3 separate regions of the Mus musculus genome follow, and regions 1 and 2 are each linked to region 3. The links are chromatin contacts, called in public Hi-C maps. All regions are on one chromosome and are shown on one strand. The core of a region is the stretch at or near the end of the contact, and the rest is flanking DNA. Distances in the headings are between cores, read along the strand shown. Region 1 overlaps Atg10 (autophagy related 10). Region 2 overlaps Ssbp2 (single-stranded DNA binding protein 2). Region 3 has its middle 35 kb from the start of Gm41014.

Region 1 (3,117 bases), core at 264-2,763, 350 kb after region 3:
TGAGGATGAGCAGCAGCAGCTCGGGTTGGGAGAGTATGAGCAACACAGAACCTTTGTGGTTGTGTTTGCCAGCAGGATGTTTAGGGCTTAGATTATGCTTTGGTATGTGGTAGGTACACACCGAAGCCTTCTCTCTGTTCTGTGATTAGGCATACTCTAAAAGACGGTCTGGAAAAGTTGTCTGGACCAAGTTACAAGAAAAACAGAGACCTTTGCAGTTGAGACTTTATCATGTAGGTATAGATTTTTAGCCAGGCAAACCCCAAATCTATTAATCAGGCATTATCCTGTGACGCAGAGCTCTGATTGGTTGTTGACAGAGATTTATGTTCCCAAAATGATTGAGCAAGGGATGATATCAGGTTAGCATTTGAGTTTCTGTAGTGAATGAAAACGGAGAAAGAATGAAAAGCCTGAACTAGAGCCGGCTGGAGGAGAGATGCTCGCCAGAGTTCATTTTGGGACTAACTTCCAATAGGTGAAAAGAAATGGGAGTGTTTGGTGGAAGCTGTGCTTTGGGTGGGGGTGGGGGTGGGGGTGCTGAAAGATGCTTTGGAGAATTAAGGGGTCAGAGCAATGAAGTGAAAGGAGATTTCAAAACAGTCCTTCAGTGAAAGTGAACTTCTGAGCCTCTGGAGGTGTTCATCTGAAAGGCTCTTCCTGTCACTATGGGGAGTTGGTGTCTCTGGAGGTCTTGAGTAGACAGAATGGGTTGTTCACTTGAGTTAAAGAAAAAGGTCTGTGTCTGTTGTCAGCTGTAAAACTAAAGGAATGCGAAAGTTAGATTTTTCAAAATTACATGGTTTAAACTTTTTGTTTTATGCATGAAAACTGATATTTCTACAAATATGTGGGTGTCACCACATAGCAGATATGCAGATGTTTAGTCAACTGACACAATAATTGAGCCCTGTACTTGTTCAGTATGAAAATGTACCAAGTAAAAGACTCCAAGATTTGTGAATTTAAGAAATAGATTTCCTCATTGCCAGTGCAAAGTAGTTTGGCTAGATCATATTTGAAGGAGAATGTTGTAATCTTAAAAACTACCATACCAGCTAACTATTACAGTGCCCCTCAGTTAATGCAAAGACATGAGAGCTATAGCATTAGAGGAGCTTTTTGCTCATGTTTGCCTTTGAATCACGTGAGTCACTAGGGAAGACGAACATCCTGGGTTTTAAGTTGACCGTACCCACATGTTTGTGAACCTTCACAGCTGGAAGGCAGTATGAAGACGGCATTGTGGCAAGGAGATGCTTTCTTATAAAGAAAAGCACTTAGCTTTTCAAGCAGATTCCAGATTAGCCAGCTGTTGCTTCCTAGACAGGCCACAGGAGTCTAGAACCAATGACGTTGGCTTCTCTATTGAGGGGGAAGATGTGGTGGTTGTAGCACTGGCTGTGGTCTCCATCTCCTTAGCTTATGTCAGCCTGTCACAGCCGGGCTCCTTCTCTGCCTGTTTCTCCTCAGCAGCAAGCCTAGCATCCATGCCTACAGTGTGGTGGATGGCTCTCTGGCGGTCTCTGCTGGCGGATGTTCTACATGTTTCCAGGAGGAACAGCCCAAGACTGACTCTATTAGAGAATTTTGAAAAAAAAAAAAGTGTAAATACATAAATAACAAATATACTAAAGTTCCCTGTTGTGAACCTAAGTGAAGTTTTAACTTGTAGCTATAACTCTGAAGCAGACAATGTGTACAAGCATCTTTGAGTGTGCACATAATGAATGTATAGCCCTGTTTCTTGGTTGAAGGGAAGAAATTAATCATTTAAAGTCAATTCATGGTATGTGTGCATGTGTGTGTTTAAGTTCTTAAAGCTCATATGTCTCTAATTTTTCTAGCAGGCACTTTTCAGCATATGTCAGCATGTTTGTAGGTTTTCTCATTGTTTTTGTTAGCATTTAGATTGCCAGCAAGCCTTCAACCTGAGCATTAAATCTTTTAATTATTATAGTCATTGATGGCCATATTTCCAGATTACAATCTTCCATGAACAGATGAATTGGAGATATTGATTTGTTATATTAAAGAGAACTAATGTGTGTGTTTCCATGCATATATTAGCATATTGCATCAGAGATCATGTCTCATCTCTTTCCCATTTTTTTTTCATTTTAATTCTTGATAGAGCATGTATAATCAGTGAAATAAGCATCATCCATTAGTGAGCTTGGTCTTCCCTGAAGTATTACTATGCTAAACAATCCTATTACCAAAGCATTATTTTGATAGTTTATTAAAAGTCCTGCAGCTCTCACATTGCTATACTCAAACACAGCTTTATGCAATTAAAGTTATAATAGGAACTTTATTACAATGATATATAACTTGTATCACCCTAATAAAAGTTCCTGTACACAGCGATGCTTTAATAATGCTGTTTCTGTAACACTGCTTCCTTCGTAATGGGGACTTCTCTCATGGCAACTTCATTATTAGGAAATGATCTCAGTAATAGAAATGCAAATACAGATTTTGAAAGGAGCGTTGTGTGCACGGCTCCATTATTGACCTGCTGTCTTCTCATGCATTGCATATCATCATTATAAGCCAACCATGTAGATTATAGTTACGATTACGGCCATGCTGTTACAGTTTAGCATTCGTGTCATTCCAGGGAAACACTGACTGCCATTTTAAGATGAAATTTGGGAGTTAAAATTATTTAAATTTTAATTAAAATTAGAATCAAAAGCATTAAAAATGACTTACAAAACTTTCTCTGATTTTTATTGTATCATAGATAGAGGAGACATCGGCCCTTAAAATGGGGTGTTCCCTTGATGTTCTCACCGTCTTCTCAATAGATGTATGAGAATAATGCTTTAAGGGAAAGAATTTCTGTATCTCCTACTTTCGTAGATACCCGCTCAAACAATCTGACTGACTGTGGAGACACTTGAAGTAGAGATTTTCCCTTCCAATCCCCGCCCCCTGCCCTTTAGCCTTTGCTCATACCAGGGCACTGAACAGAGTAACGTGGCAGCTTCATTTATGGCACCCATGTCCCAGATCTAAGTATTAGAGAGCAGAGGAGATAGGTATGTGCCTCCGATATGGAGACAGAGAGTCTCCGAGGAGTCATCTCAACTTTCTTCTCCTTACTCTACA
Region 2 (3,522 bases), core at 254-2,753, 320 kb before region 3:
GGTTTTATTATGTTGTTATCTATACTATTTTAAGCCTCTATGATTTCAATTATGTCTTTTCCCAAATTCATGTGTTACCAATGCGAATGAAGTAAGAGGTAGCACGTTTAAGAGGTGATGGGGATATAAGAGTTCTCCCTTTCTAACAGGTCTTAAAAGAACGGGTGAGGCAGTTTGTTCTATGTGCTCTTCTGCCTTTCTCAAATAAGACACAGCAGGAACGTCCTACCACTAGGTGGCAGTGCTCAGCCTCAGACTTCCCAGTCTCCTGGCTATGACATAGACTTGGTTTTATCTAAATTTCTGTTCTTAGATATACTGTTATGACAGCACAACACACACTACCCACATACAGGCATTTTCAAGTAAATCTTAAAATGATGGTAGTAGCTATCTGGCAATATCAATTATAATTCGAAACACTTAAATAGTCTGATTGCTGGTTGAAGATAGCTTTACTATATTAAGAAATCTAGTCCTGTAAAACAAAACAAACAAACAAAAAAACAACTTTCAAAAATTCAGGAATAAGAAAAGAAACTTTCGTTTCCATTTGATAGATATTTGGTTTTCCTCTGAGAAACATAACATGAGCACTGGTAACTGACTTAAGTCATCACTGTGTTCTAAGGTTAGCCCTGTTTGGTCATCAGAGGAACTCTTACTTGCTGGTAGATATTTGAGACTTTGACGACTACATTCTCCTGACATGTTTTTTGCTATTTTGTATTTTTCAATGTGAGCATCACACTTGCCCTTTCAGAACAAATTCATATCAAATGGTTTTATATACTTCAATTTAATGTAAAGAATGTAGTTTAAAAATATACAGCAATAAAATTTCTTGAATATGCAGGTGTGGTGACACATGCCTTTATTGCCAGCATCTAGAAGATAGAGACAGGCAGATCTTTGTGAGATCAGGGCCACCCTGGTCTACATACCAAGTTCTAGGCCAGCCAGGGTTACATAGTGAGGCCCTGTCTAAAAAACAAACCAAACCAAAACAAAACAAAAAAAGGAACAGCAAAACCAAACCAAAACCGAAACCAGCAAAACCAAACCAAAACCAAAACCAGCAAAACAAAGCAAAACAGCTTCCTTGGATATAAGAGTGTTTCTGAAAGAACTACAGTCATTGTTCCTTTTATATCCCCGACTTAGGTGTGAATTTGCTCATTGAAGATTTTCCAGACCTTTCACTTCACTGGCACACCTAACTTTCTCCATGTTCACTTCACTTTCACATCCTTTACAAGGCCCTCCCTTTAGAGTTGAGCAAACTGCAGGGAGACTGAAGTCTGTCTTTCCCTCCTGAGGAGAGAGTTCCACCTGAGGAACAGCCTTCCAGTAACATGCTCTCTTCAATCAATCTTCCAGGTTTTACAAAGCAGAGTTCTCTCGATGGAGAGTGAGGGAAGAGGCCTGGTCCCTTCCTAGGCCTTGCTGTTAGAAGTCTGATGCCAAATAATGTAGATAAATAGTTCCCAGTGTACAGATAAATCATAAACTGCACCTCCACAGGGCGCCCAGCAGCAGTCTCTCCACCACCTCACAAACGTTGCCCACCACTGGGGGACTGGCTCAACAGTTTTGGTTTTTTAATCCTGAAGTACATTATCCTTCTCTTCATTATCTTTCCACAAATTGATTACTAGTTTGCCTTTTTTTCTATTTTACTGTTTATTTTAAAACAATATTTTTCTTCTACGTGTTAAACTTTATCATCCATTTTCAAACATCTCATATAACTAATCGAACTCTATTCTGTTTTCTAATAATGAAGAATACAAAGCAATACGTTTACGTTGACTTTACCTTTGTTGGTATCTGCAAGGTCTAATATTGGTATTCAGTACCTTTTTTGAATCGTCAAAATACAATTTTATTTTGCTGATTAATGGAAATAACTAGAAACCAAAATTATACTGACTAGATGAATTAGGAAATAAAATGAGAATAATATCTAGCCTTGTAGATGTCAGCAAAGACACTTTTAATTTAATTCACACATGGTTGGATGTTTTAGTTTCTAAATTTCAGTTTCCCGACTATAGCCAAGGTATGCCATGTTATACACCTCCAGCACCCAGGAGGATGTTAAATAGTATGTGCTTAGGATTTTCCACTAATAAAACATCAACATTCTCTTTTCTTTGCTGACTTTGTCTTTGAACATTCTCTAATTTCCAGTTCTTATTCGTTCCTTCATATATCAACTATTGCTCGTCCATTTCTCCTTCTGCCTCTGTCAGCTCTTGCCCAGAAGACTCACACAGGAATGTCACCTCTGTGAAATGGGGCACAGACCCAAGTGTAGAAAACCTACACTTCTGCTGTACCAACTGCAAGTGAACAGCCTGGGAGGGTCTTAAGCTTCTGGGTCTGTTGGAAATGCCTGTTGTGGATGGAGGTAGACTGGTTTTCAAATCTGAAAGGAACTCTGGGAGGAAATGAAAACTAACACATCTACATCTCAAAATGACTACTTCTGAAAAATATTGTTCAAAGGACATTTAGAAGGTAACTCTAAAGATCTTTGGAATTCAATGTAGTTAACCTGGTTTCGACTATCTATTCCCTAATTATATAATTTTCATTAAAATCAATCTCCTGCTTAAGAATAAGTAAAGAAAAATAAATTCCATATAAACTGCATGCTTTGGCTGCTCTCTGCTGTCATCGTTCTATAACTGGCTTTGCATCTTGCTCAGGTTCTCTTCATTCTGCAGGGACAGCGGCAGAGGGAAGAGGGAAGAAGATGCCACAAAACACATCTCCTTCCGAGCTGTCCCCTGGGTCTCTAACCTCCTTTCTGCTCCTCTACAAAGTAAAAACTCTGACTGGTAATGAACGATCCACCAATCCTGTCTAGACTCCACAGTCCTACGGCAGGAAGCACAAACACACACACGTTTGGAATTCACATCCTGTCAGCGTGCTGACGGTGCCTATTTGGCCATATGTCCTGTTGCAGAGTGAACAGGCCCTGAGCTGAAACAGTGCTTCCTTTATTTACATCACTGGAAGAGTGTCTACTTCTCTAGGTTGGCTCCTTTCTTACCTGACTAATGTTGAGTGTTCCAGAGGCCCAAACTAGTATCCTACAGTTCTTTCTTCACATTAGTTCAGAGAGAAACAGTAGAAAGCTAGATTCTACTGGAGCCCATACAAGCGGCAGCTCGTCCCTGGATACCAATAGTTATTCTACCTATATTTTGCTATGTCTGCCTGTAATACAGGTCTTCCATCAGTCACCCTAAACCACAATGACAATGAGGACAACCACCACCACCATCACCATCACAACAATGGCGATCACTTGCACAGATCTCTACATGTGCATGCTGTTAAGATCTCCACGGTACACATACTTCCTAACCAAGGTGTCCTGCAGGATTTCTTTCATCTACTTATTCCATCATCCTTGTCTTAGAGTCCAAGACACATTCATTCTAAAAACGACTCCCACAGCCCTTGTACTGAAGAAGCTCTTCTGTAAAGTCTCTGTCTTAGAGAGGA
Region 3 (3,022 bases), core at 139-2,638:
GGTATTTATGAAGTGGTTCTTTTGCTGCTCTATAGGCTCTTTGAAGTATAAATTGAAGCAAACACATTTAACTGTTAAAATCTCCTGGGTCACCACTGTATGCGTGACCCACTTTGGGACAGGATAGAATCCTCCTGTTGTGGGTTAGAACCACCTGGGCTTACCGGCGGAGAGGCAGATCCCTGGACCCCAGTCCTGATCCACTGAGTCAGAATCATGGGAAAAAGACTGCCTTTGAAATAGATCCTCCAGGAGAGACTCATGAAGCCCAAAGTTTAAGAATAATCACATTATAGATTCCCTAAGAGGAAGTGTAATGGTCTAAAATTCCAAATTGAATCTGATATAATTACAGAACTTAGCATGGTGATTGGGACAGACTTCAGAACTGTACCAGACCACCCCGGAAAGAGGCTGTGGCGAGCCTCCAAGGCAACTTGGAGGATGGTGGAACAGAGGAAAGCTAATTATTAGAAACTAAAGGCCATTCGTAGATTCCAGGGTGCTGAGAATGACTCCCCGAGAGAACTGTGCTGCTGTTGTGAGGGAAGGGCTGTTTATACTGCAGATGTCTTGTCAGAGAATGTACAGTAATCTGGGAACAGGGTTGAAATGAAAGTAAGTCTCTGTAGGTAGAGACATGCAGCTACCAAAACTCAGAAGCTCAGTGACAGAAGCATTAGGACCTAACAGGAGGAGAAGCCTGCTAATTAATAAATAAGACTGTGGGATTGTCTTAAAGACTGTCAGGATTCAGACCTTCTTGATGTTGCTCTTGAGAAAGTCACTCTCTGTCATAAGTAGGCTGGCTTTCTGAAGTCGGTCATCCTAACTGGAGGTCTGTGTTCTTAAACAGTGCCATTTCACAGAAATGTAACTTTTAAAAAGAAAAGCATAGAACATGTATAACTTTATACTTGCTAGTTAACATATTATAGAATAATTTGATACCTCTTTTAAGAAGAGTGCCAGGGTTAACCAGGGCAAACCACAGAAATGAGAAACTGAGGAAGGGACAGTTTCCCGTTTTCATTCCTGCTAGGAAGAAATTTCATTGTAGATATAGACAAAGTTGGGAAGATGGATGAGAAACCAGGGTGGAAAGAATGCCCAGGAATTGCTTTTAAGGAGGAGAAGGCATCACTGCCTGAGAAGCAGACAGAGCTGGAGATGGCCCAAGGCCAGGCACAGACTCAGAGTAGGAGGAAGGTCTCAGGTGGTACCCCAATATGGTCAGCAAGGTGGTACCCAGTTATAGTCAGCAAGGTACTGGTATTATGATTAAGCCATTTCTTCCACCAAAAGCACACATATCTAGAAGGATGCAGGAGACAAGATTCATGGCCAAGAATGGGGCTGAGTCACACATCACTGCTGTATCTGCTATGTGTACTGAGGGACATCTGCCAGCTGAGTGTAGCAGTTAATGGAAACGTAAGCCGAAGAACCTGAGTAGAGACCTAGATAGAGCCTGAATATTGTTTTCAGTCCCACGGGTCAAAGACCTGGGTGGGGTGTTGTAGGTTTTATGACTGTCACTGAATGACAGCAAATGAGGTCCAAGGGACCTGGTACTATGCTAGCAGAGAAGTATTCTGTGAGGAAACAAGCTTGGAAAGAACCCAGTCAGGGGTGACAGTGACGACTGGCTTCCTGCCTAGAGCAGTGGGGCTAGGGAGTTTGTAGTTCCTTACTATCAAAATGATGCAAGAGCATGGACATGGGGGCACACACTTGTAATCTCAAAACTGGGGAGACAGGAGAATTTTGAGTTTGAGAACAAGTTAGGTACATAGAAAGACTCCGGGAAGGAAGCAGATATAGAGAAATAAATGAAGAAGGGAAGATATTTAAGCTTTCATGAGATGCATTTTCTGATAACACTGGAAACACAACAGGTGTGTGTGTGTATTGTGTATGTGTGTGTGTACAATCTTAAGAGTTATGCCTCTTGGGAACAACATAGAAATCATATTTTCATTTTAAAAGAATTGATAAAAATGGCAAAGGGAAAAGATCAAGAGTGGACCAGAAGCTCTGAAATAACCAGTCTGTGGAAGTGCATCTCTTCCTGTCGGTATAGTGGAGGATCTTCAGAGATCAGCAGCCACTGGGTAACACCAGCCCAACAGACCCTGGCTTGTCAAGTTATTCACATACATTGATTTTCCCAGTCACTATTTTCTCAAAGCCTGCTATTTCTCCTCGGAAATTTTGAATTATGTAACTTCTACGTATTTTTTTTCCATTTTTTATTAGGTATTTAACTCATTTACATTTCCAATGCTATACCAAAAGTCCCCCATATCCACCCACCCCCACTCCCCTGCCCACCCACTCCCCCTTTTTGGCCCTGGTATTCCCCTGTACTAGGGCATATAAAGTTTGCAAGTCCAATGGGCCTCTCTTTCCAGTGATGGCCGACTAGGCCATCTTTTGATATATATGCAGCTAGAGTCAAGAGCTCCGGGGTACTGGTTAGCTCATAATGTTGTTCCACCTATAGGGTTGCAGATCCCTTTAGCTCCTTGGCTACTTTCTCTAGCTCCTCCATTGGGAGCCCTATGATCCATCCATTAGCTGACTGTGAGCATCCACTTCTGTGTTTGCTGGGCCCCGGCATAGTCTCACAAGAGACAGCTACATCTGCGTCCTTTCAATAAAATCTTGCTAGTGTATGCAATGGTGTCAGCGTTTGGATGCTGATTATGGGGTGGATCCCTGGCTATGGCAGTCTCTACATGGTCCATCCTTTCATCTCAGCTCCAAACTCCGTCTCTGTAACTCCTTCCATGGGTGTTTTGTTCCCAAATCTAAGGAGGGGCATAGTGTCCACACTTCAGTCTTCATTCTCCTTGAGTTTCATGTGTTTAGCAACTTCTACGTATTTTTAAAGTTCTTTTCTGTTACACATGTATTCTATTTATATCCCATTGTTAATACTGATGATCCTTGAGATTTTTCCAGCCCAACATGGTTTTGGGTTCTCATTTCTCTTATCACATTAAACCGTTAATAAATT

The links. A called contact is a pair of places that touch in the nucleus more often than the background predicts.
Region 1: a contact with region 3 is called in a Hi-C map of the N1E-115 cell line, with 6 times the contacts expected there. The contact joins two enhancer-like sites. A contact is called at or near these places in 4 of 484 Hi-C or Micro-C datasets (the N1E-115 cell line, Th1 cells, adipose-derived mesenchymal stem cells and 1 more).
Region 2: a Hi-C map of the N1E-115 cell line shows a contact between it and region 3, with 3 times the contacts expected there. The contact joins two enhancer-like sites. A contact is called at or near these places in 2 of 484 Hi-C or Micro-C datasets (the N1E-115 cell line and Th1 cells).

Annotation. Positions count from the first base shown.
Region 1 is chr13:90,966,032-90,969,148 of GRCm38.p6, reverse strand. The region is part of intron 5 of Atg10 (autophagy related 10); the gene reads left to right. Among named protein-coding and RNA genes, the nearest start is that of Gm46434, 36 kb to the right of the region's middle. Within about 2 kb of position 1,513, at least 26 of the 459 cell types and tissues checked have an H3K27ac peak or open chromatin away from gene starts, as enhancers often do. A contact at or near this core is called in the N1E-115 cell line, where this site is marked.
Region 2 is chr13:91,633,737-91,637,258 of GRCm38.p6, reverse strand. The region is part of intron 4 of Ssbp2 (single-stranded DNA binding protein 2); the gene reads right to left. Among named protein-coding and RNA genes, the nearest start is that of Gm22778, 88 kb to the left of the region's middle. Within about 2 kb of position 1,503, at least 65 of the 459 cell types and tissues checked have an H3K27ac peak or open chromatin away from gene starts, as enhancers often do. A contact at or near this core is called in the N1E-115 cell line, where this site is marked.
Region 3 is chr13:91,311,732-91,314,753 of GRCm38.p6, reverse strand. No RefSeq gene overlaps it. Among named protein-coding and RNA genes, the nearest start is that of Gm41014, 35 kb to the right of the region's middle. Within about 2 kb of position 1,388, at least 13 of the 459 cell types and tissues checked have an H3K27ac peak or open chromatin away from gene starts, as enhancers often do. A contact at or near this core is called in the N1E-115 cell line, where this site is marked.